Linked DNA regions of Mus musculus: region 2 is linked to region 1. Evidence: chromatin contacts called from public HiChIP or PLAC-seq data. All regions are on one chromosome and are shown on one strand. Each heading gives the region's core, a stretch centred on a gene start, on an enhancer-like site or on the middle of the called end of the contact. The rest is flanking DNA. Distances are from core to core; before and after follow the strand shown.

Region 1 (4,620 bases), core at 5-2,504:
GGGTACCAAAAAGACGTTTTAGCTTTAACCACAATCATAACTCATGCTAAATATATTAATGTTGTGTTGATTAGCTGGCTAACTGTTTCTGGAGAGTTAACTGGTGAGACCTATTGTTGTTGATGTTTTTCGTTTTCCAGTAATAGTGGCAGAGCAATCAGTGTCCTTTCTGGAGAAAGGTTCTCGTTTGAGTTGCTCTGATCAATACAGGTGACTAGAAGCAGAGGTAAAGAGCAGCGCTTACTTCTGCTGTGTTCTCTTTAAAACTCTGTCAGATGCTGTTGTTGCGTTGCCCCTCCCGTGGGTTTGACAGAGTTTCTGGGAAATCCACAGAGGCAACTCTCTCAGCCTCTTACGAAAAGGGGCAGAATGGAAGGGGGAACTCACTCACAGTTCCTGTCGGGATTAAACCGGGCATCCAAGTGGCGCGCCTCAGGTTGACTCTCAGACCTAGCTGCTGTCTCTGGGATGGAAGATCCCATCTCAACATCCTCCATGTATAGCACAGAACAATCCTTGTTACCCATCTCGTTTTCTCGCCAAAGAGAATCTGTAGAACAAAGCAATTTAGACTACTCAAGTACATTGGCCATTCCCAGTTGTCTTTGACAGTTCTTAATTAGAGTAAAAACGGACACAGTCAGCAGTAGGAACAGTTTTTCGGGACATTTGGGAATTTGTACAAATATACTTTAGAGGAAAAAAAAAAAAAAAGAAAGACAAACTGTTTGGCTTCTGCATCATTTATTATGTGTGCGCCCTTGAATCTGGTGTAAAGTGCCTGGGATGAAGATTGGTTTCTGCTATTGTACAGCCAAAGGGGTAGCCATTGCACTATGGTCTCAGTTACATGGTGAACTTGTAAATAAGTCAGGCATTAAAAACTTCCAGTGGCATCCTTGGCTGAGAGTCCGTCTTAGTCACTGTGAAGTATTTGCTGCATGACCTAAAGATGGTACCATAACATACATAGCCTTGGCTTTCTCATCTGTAAAATGGGATCGATGGCCAGGAATGAGCTGTGTGGGAGCTCTCTCAGACACACCTCCACTCCCAGAAGACCCCAGGACCTAAGGCTCATTGATGATAATTCTCAAAACAGAAAGGACACATTGAACACACACACACACACACACACACACACACACACACACTCAGTGTTTCTTAGACTTAAGTGATATGTTTGAACCTGACGAAAATGAAAGGAATTGAGATTGCCCGGCCACAGGAAATAGAGGCCAAGGGCCAAGTTAAACAGCTGAAACCACGCACAAAGCAGGAGATCATGGGAGATAGCAAACGCTTCGACGCTCTCTTTGTCGGTGTTTGAGGGAGAAATGACAGCAGAATTGTCATGTTTAGACCAGCTGCCTCTTCTACCTCACCTGAGAGTTCTCCTCCTCGTCCGTGGAAGGCAGACAGGACCAGCTGTGTTCTGTGGCAAAATGCGTTTTTCTCCACAGCTCGGTGCTTTCCCAGGCGCAGGCACCCTGGAACCTGGAATGGTTTCGTTTCTTAGCACAGAGTTTTCATTTAACATGGAACATTGTTGCTTGAATGATGCTCATTAGGAGTCTCTACTCATGTTTTCCTTTGCCTGCTTCAATAGTATCTAGTTCTGTTTTCTGTTTGTTTCTTGTTTTGTTTTCCAAGACTGTTCTTCTTTAGTCCTAGGAGACTAATACTTTACACACACACACACACACACACACCCAAGCTGACCTCTAAACTCATGATAATCCTCCTGCCTCAGCTTCTCTAGAGCTAGAATTATAAGTATAGGCAATCAGGCCCAACTGTTTGTGCCACTTAGGTATAAACCATTCCAGGGTCATGGATCTGTTAGGCAGAGTTTAGTTGACTCCATACTGTATCTTCAGAGGGCATAGTACTGGCAAAACCATACCCAGAGCTGCAGTTCACTTCTGCTTTGTCCATTTAGTGTGTCCATTTCCTCTTTGAGGAAAACCTTTGGTTTTTCAGAACTCCATTTTCCTTTACAAAGTCAGAGTTGCAATAGCAAAATAACTTAAAAATATTTTGTTTTCTTGCTCACTAATTCATTATGAAATAGCTCAATGCTTAAAAGGAAAAAAAGAAAAAATGTGCTGGGTCTTGGTGGGAGGGAGGACATGCCTGCCTGCCTGCTCTGAATCTGATTCTCCTGCCCAATAGAGGTTGCCATCTATTGGCCAAAGAGAGAAATAAAATGAAAAGTTCGGCCCACGCTCCAGGTGGTGCGATGGTCACGGAGAGGTTCTTTTGGTAAAGTTCTTGGCTAAAATATATGAAAATGCATGATTCTTTAGGAACCTTAAGCCCAGGATCATTGGCCGTAGCCGGTCTCTGTAAGTCATGATAGGTATTTAAGAAGTGGCTACATAGCTCTTTTAAATGCATATTTCTTGAGACCACCAGAATTCCATTTTAATGAAATATTAAATGGAGTTTTAATTAGACAAATTGATGGCTGATTTTGTAACTCTGTGGTTGGTTTGGGCTTTCTTTCATTCCAGCCTTTGGAATCTGGTATTTCCTGCCCAGCTGACATGAGACAGGCTCTGTAGAACGGGCAACTGGTGGCTCTTGGTGCTGGGATCTGGTTAATTTGACCATGTGCACTATTTAGAGGTTTAAGTAGTGGCATCTCTCCAGAGTTGTATAATGTCATAAGGTGCATTTGACAAAAAAAGGGAGGTGGTTCGTGGAAAATTCTCAAGCAACTGCAAACAGGGGAAAGAGTTCCTTTGGTCTTGGGTGGACACACACACATACTCACCCACTCCACACTCCACACACACACACACACACACACACACACACACACACACAAACACATAGGACAGCTTGAACTTAGAAAGCACCAGTATAACAATTTTTATTATTAATAACACATCATTTTAAATTGACTTCTCATCCCTAATATCTGAAAATAATCTTATAAATCCTGAAAGCTAAATTGTATATACATTAGTGCTTTACTTAATATGCCTCACCATGGTGTGTGTATGTGTGTGTGTGGTGTATGTGTGTGTGCGTGTGTGTGTGTGTGTGTGTGTGTGTGTGTGTGGTGTATGTGTGTGTGTATGTGTGTATGTATGTGTGTGTGTTGGGTAGTATCCTAACCAACTATGAATAAGGCTCACAGTCTAACCTTGTGGTTTTATTTCTTCCTTACCTGCCTGTTCATATTTGGAGTGTGAAGCTTTTTTAAATGCTGTGTACTACCCAAGTAATCATTTGATACCCTGGATTCAGGCATTTGACGTTCAGTTAATTAATTCCTGTGCCTTCCACTGTGAACTAAGAACGATGACAGCTAAAGAAGGAGGCGGTACAAGAGAAACCAGGAAACCCATATGTTATTTGCTTCCATTTTCACATAGTACACCTATATATGTGTGAAACAAATATATAAACTGTTACAAAGCAGCATATTGATGAATTGAAATGAGTGGAGCATGATACGAGCAAGAAGCCGGCAGGAGAACGGTTGGAGTGGGGCCTAGAGAAAGCAGAGTTTTTGAAGGAAGCGAGACATGTTTATGTGTTCTGATACAGGTCAGTATTAGGCTCACCCTGAATGGCTTAATGTCATGTGAGCAGTGGGGAGAAGAGAAAGGGCAGCATCATGGAAATGGTTGAGGCATGGGCATCTCCTGTGGGCAAGCCGAGATGTATTGTTGAGGTCAGGCTGTGTAACTTCCTTCTGAAAAGGCCCTGCCCATTTACCAGTCATGATACCTTTCTTTCACTTCTATTTTTGTCCCTTCCTTTAGGAAAAGGACTAGATGCTTACTCGTTAGTTAAAACTCAAAGTCATTTTCCTGTTCTGGTTGCTTTTGTTCCTCGAGTTTGAGAAGAATCGAATTAGGTCCGCGTGAAACATTTGGTCCCTCTGTCAAGTTTCCATTTTCCTATTACCTGATATGTCTTTCTTTTTAAAATGCTGTCCCCTCTCATCCACCAGATCTGTATCGTGGTGCCCCTCCTTGGTCTTTCCCTTTTGGATAAAGGCAGATATACTGAGCTTTAAAATTCTGCCTGGATAGATTATCTGCTCTGGCACAAAGTGGCCCTGTCATAAAACCCAGAATTGAAACATCCAGTATTGACGTCTTTAAATTCAGCCTTACTTTTAAATAATACTGGACTGGGTTGTTGGACATCATCATAACTAAACTGTTTCTCTAGACGATGTAGGTTAATCCAGCAAGCCCTTCTAGGAATTCTGTTGCAACTGGTACCCTGTACTACCGGACTCCATTATAAATGATTTAACCTCCTATAAAGCTGCATTTTAATAGGTGTTTATAGGCATCACTTACCAAGTATTTCAAGGGCTCTTTAAATGAAAACTGCCAGGGAGGGAAGGGTAACACTAGCGTTTTTTCTCACAGTTATAAACATTCCCACATAAAACAGGGTTGGTGGACTATGGGTGAGGGAACAAATACTTAAGGCTCCATCTCCTACCGCTGACTTTCACTCGTTCCCACGATAACTGGAGAGAATTCCTTGGGAACTCCTCTTCACAGACTTGTGTGTTATGTGTTCATTCTGTGCCAGGACCTGGTCCTGGCCTGGATGCCTTGATCAAAGCTCATAACTTAATGGAGG
Region 2 (4,825 bases), core at 371-2,870, 410 kb before region 1:
ACAGGGGCTTTTAGAGGACATTCTAAGCCTTTAATATGATAAATGGTGATTCTTTAATTAGCTCAATCTTTCCAAAACAGTGTGTGTTGGAATGTATCAAGGCTGCCTGAGAAATTGATATATGTCAATCTTTAAGTCAAGAGGAAGTAATCAGAGATACCTATGTGAACCATAAAGATTCTAATTTCAATAATATTTAGAAGTCAAATGTGTGTGGTGTCTATGCATGTGTGTATGGGTGGACATATATGTGTGTGCACATGCATATGCATATGGAAGCTCGAAATTGATTCTTTCTTGATAGTGTTCTCCTTTATTTTTATTAAGTCAGGAAGACTTTCAGAACCCAGAACTCACCAATTTAGCTAGCTAGCCAGCCTGTTCTAGGAATCCTTGGTCTCTGCTTCCTGAGTGATGAGATTGCAGGAGGCTTCCACATTTGCCCAACTTGTATGTAGGCTCTCGGGATTTAAACTTTGATCCTCATATGTGTGTGCAAGCACCTTATCCACTGAGCCATCCATCTTAGAGAGATGCTAATGCTGAGAACAAAACTAGAAACTCCAGGAGAGCCGTCAGTAGGACAATAGTTAAATGTTATTTATTGTATGCTACTAATCATATAATAATAGAAAATAGAACTCTGAACAAATATCAAGTACAAAGACATAATAAAGTTGCTTACAAAATGCTTAACCTCTATTCGATGTATATTTTCATACATGCATGATATTGAGACAAATGGGTCTTTTTATAGAAATCTGTAAAATTTTGAATTTTCTTCGTGACTTTAACAGGTGTTATGTACAAATGCACATTTATAATTTATGCACATGTGTAGTGAGATATATTCTTAAAATCAAAAGTGTAAATATGTGATATGTTTATTGACACGAAACTAAATACCACAAACACGTCCATGCCTTAAAACTTAAACTGTGACTTTTATAAAATATGATCATGAAATACGAAATGCAGTTTCAGTAACTACTTTTTTCTTCCTGAGATTGATTAAGTGATTCCACAGCTCATCTATAAGCTTGGCAGAGGTTATGAATGGCATTCTCACTTAGCTTAGTCGTCAAAATTTTACATAATGAGCACATTATCACTCCATATCTGAAAATTCTTAATATGGTAGTGTAAATCATTAATGCATACTTAATAAATAATGGGGTCTAAAAATGTGTTTAATCTTTTATGTGTGTGTATCCTGTGAGGAAAGAGATATGGAAATGTCAGAAGGGACAGGATTGCTTCTGCTGTGCAGATGGAGGAGTTGGAAAAGTCATATACAGAGACTGGTTGAACACCATGCTCAAGTCGGGATTATAATCTGCTCACTTAATATTAAGACTGGAAGGCACTGTCTTCCTCAAGACCCTGCCCATGGTATTATTTGCCATTGGGGGCTGCTTGGAGATGGCCCAACTTTATGAAGAAGGACTTAGAAGATCTGTGCCTATAGTGGCTGTGATGTGGGGTGTCAAACCTTTGCATGTTGTTTGTAAAAACCAATACTTTCAATGGGGGAAAAGAAAAAAAGAAAATGCTAGTCTGTGACACAGTTCCACCCCCAGGAGGATGTGACAGGGGCCCCGTGTTTCCTGTCTCAATTAGTTTCTTTTTCTCAGGAATAAACACTGAAACCAAATGTAAGTTTTGCAATAGAGGCAACCATGTGTCCAAGAAACAGCATGGAATTTGAAATCCAAAGACCTGATTGAGTCACTTCTCCCACCCCGCCTCACTGAGCCATGCAGACCAAGCCAATGAATTCATTTCATGTATCCCTTCATCTATTCAGTTAGTAAGTATTTGTTCCTCTACCATACATCAAGCCATAGCCCTGTACTAGAAATCAGTACCAACCAGAAGCCCAACAGCATACAAACACTAACACCAAAATAACCAGAAGACGAATATCTGTTTAATTATTTTATGTGAACGTTTTGTCTACACATGTGTCTCTTCACAATGTACATGCCTGGTGCCTGAAGAAGGCAGAAGGAATGGAATCTTCTGGAACTGGATTCACAGGTGGTGCGGAGTCACCCTCTGGGTATTGGAATCAAACCTGAGACTTCTGGAAGAGGAGCCAGTGCTCTTAACTTCTGACCCATCTCTCCAGACTGAAGATTATATTTTTAGGTAGAAAAAACCAAACAAACAAAAACAAAAAAACAAGCAAACAAACAAAAACCAAAGACAACAAAAAACCTTTAAGGGAAGTAAGTCAGAACAGTGTAAAGAAACCACAGGGATGGGGGTGTAGGGTGGATGGGATATGTGCAAGCAAAGCCTGAACCCTGAGTTGCCCCGTAGCCTAGCGCTTCCAAGTATGTGGGACTTATATTCACATAAGGAAGACATATAAGAAGGTTGGCATGGCTGGAGTAGAGAACAAAGGAACACTAGCTCACCACTGGCATCATCATGGCGATTGTGTGGGTGGGAGGACAGCCCTAGGGTACCTAAGGACAAATGTTGGAAGACAACAAGGAAGTGTTGCCTAAACGTCCCTCAGTCATGCTGCAGAGGCTCTGTGTTTGGCCAGAAGGCAATATGGCGGCTGCAATTTTCCGTAGGATGTCCTGCCAGCACTACTATGGGGGCTTAGCAAAGGGCAATACTGCGTTCTGTATAGAAGGTGTCCATTTCTGCTGTGGAACCTTTCTGTATTAACGGCTAATACGTAACACACAGCTGGGCCCTCTAAGCAGCAGACATCTGGTATGCCAGTGTGCATGTCTGTTATTGTCACTTGCCATGTCATATACAAGAACAGACACTCGGTAACAGGAAACTTCGTCAATGCGTGGGGCAGTGTAAGGAGGAGGCTTTTCAGGAGAGTCAATTTCCCAATGCATGCAATTGTGTGTAGGCAACCTTCGCCATTTTCCTGTATCAGGTCCTTTCTACCTGGATTCCACTCCACGTCTCAGGCTGATGTAATCTATCGCCTGCTTCACATTTGAAGAGATACGGTCACCTAAGAATGATGTGGGAACCCAGATTTGGTCACCGTCTCTCTTTCCCACAGTCTGAGAGAGAGAGTGGGAGTCACTTGGGTTAGCATTTGACAACATAATGCAGGGTTGTCAGACCCGATGCTCATCTCAGACCGTCGCCTCTCCTCCGCTACTCTGCCATTAGCCTTGACCCCATTGCCCTCTCCCGTCTCTGCTTCTCAGTCTACCATATCTTGCTCTGCCAGCTCACACTGTATTTTCCTGGGGCGAATTTTCTGCCCAGAAATGTGAGAATGGAGGGAGTCACAGCTGTGTGTGCTTATCCAGGGCTACAGAGCCTCCATGCCTTGGTGTGGAAGCACCTGCTTGTCCACAGGTTCACATACGTCCAGGCCGCACAGTCCTGAATGGACAACGTCATCACCCCTCAGCTAAGTACCGGTGACATCCGTGTAAGCTTCAGTGGACTTCAGAGCCTTTCAAATGTGCTTTCTCATTGCTAACTCGCTGGTCATCTGTACATTTGGCTTGGTAAACTTGAAGTCATAGGCTCAGCTCTCCTCAGGGTGCAATAGCAAAGCGAAACACAGGTTCACAGCGTTAATCAGCAGCTCTCATGACGCGGACTACCTTGAACTGCAGTAGATAACATTTTAAAACATTTCGGTAAAGTGTGAGACTAAACAACAGTCGTTCAAGCTCATGCCGGACACTGCCTTGTTTGTGCAGGGACCAGGATGAAAAACTGCCATTACCGCTGTGAAATACCCATGCAGGCAACGCCCGTAGTATGGAGCCAGAAACTGGTCTAATGAGCCTGGGTGAGTAATCAACGGGCTAACACACAGTGGTCACCAAAATTTTGTTGCTATCTTGAATAGCCACTAAAAAAAAAAAGAGAGACCACTCTCCAAATGATTATTAAGTAACTCATTCGGTTCTGTCTTCAGTCCCTTTTCTCCATACCAAGAGCATACAGAGCTGGCCTTTAAATTCTTCAGCTCTTGCTTTAACCACAAACAGAGTAAGACTTTTGTAGACTTTGGAAAAATGGCAGTTCATGAATCAGGAACTCACAATTATTTTATTCGGATAAAATCTGATAGAAAGACAACAACAACAAAACAAAACAAAGGAAAGTTAAGAGGTAAAATTAAAGATCCAGTGGCCAGCGATGCTCTAAGAAAAGCCCTTGCTCCGTGAGTCATGTGGTACCAAACTAACTCTCCAGCTTTCAGGCTGCCCAGCGACTCCTGCCCTCTGCATTTACCAATTAACTGAGCCTCAATGTCTCTCAGTCAAGATTTTATTCTTTACTTAAAAACCTGTGACTATTTTCTTTTTGTTGCCTCATTCATAACAATCATAAAGACTTCCAACCCTGATCATTGTAAAAGTTTCCCTTCGACACAGTTCAATAAGCTTTTAACAGTGATCAGCAGATAGATACCTCAGATGTGGTCCAGACCATCTTAGCACTTGGGAGGCAGAGGCGGGAGGCTTGGGGGCTCAATATCATCTTGAGCTTTGCAGTGAGAATCCACCTCCAAACATCAGCAGTTTATTTTCTGTTGGGGAATTGAATCATGGAACTCTAAACCTAGTAATTTTGAAAGATACTCAGCAGAGAGTTTTAGAAATGTCAATATATAAAAGTATAAGTCTCTGCCGTCCTACTGAAATGCATGCTGGAACCCACACAGTTCATCCTACAGGCTTCTTGTGATAAGTCATAACTAAGCTAGATCTAAAGGAAAAACAGTAAGTGGGGAAAGTGCCCTAGAGGGAAAGTTGTAAAAGAGCACAGGATACCCAGTGATAGATAAACAGGGGGTGTGGCTTGAACATAGTCT

What was found. HiChIP or PLAC-seq counts read pairs in DNA pulled down with a chosen protein or histone mark.
Region 2: a contact with region 1 is called in a RAD21 HiChIP or PLAC-seq map of pro-B cells, with 4 times the contacts expected there. The contact joins two enhancer-like sites. A contact is called at or near these places in 1 of 15 datasets of contacts at CTCF or cohesin (pro-B cells), 7 of 484 Hi-C or Micro-C datasets (the G1E-ER4 cell line, Th17 cells, cerebral cortex and 4 more) and 4 of 115 datasets of contacts at active chromatin or transcription factors (bone marrow-derived macrophages, embryonic stem cells, fibro-adipogenic progenitors and 1 more).

Annotation. Positions count from the first base shown.
Region 1 is chr13:101,733,470-101,738,089 of GRCm38.p6, reverse strand. The region is part of intron 2 of Pik3r1 (phosphoinositide-3-kinase regulatory subunit 1); the gene reads left to right. Among named protein-coding and RNA genes, the nearest start is that of Pik3r1, 32 kb to the left of the region's middle. Within about 2 kb of position 1,254, at least 65 of the 459 cell types and tissues checked have an H3K27ac peak or open chromatin away from gene starts, as enhancers often do. A contact at or near this core is called in granulocyte-monocyte progenitors and pro-B cells, where this site is marked.
Region 2 is chr13:102,140,831-102,145,655 of GRCm38.p6, reverse strand. No RefSeq gene overlaps it. Among named protein-coding and RNA genes, the nearest start is that of Gm41044, 130 kb to the right of the region's middle. Within about 2 kb of position 1,620, at least 16 of the 459 cell types and tissues checked have an H3K27ac peak or open chromatin away from gene starts, as enhancers often do. A contact at or near this core is called in granulocyte-monocyte progenitors and pro-B cells, where this site is marked.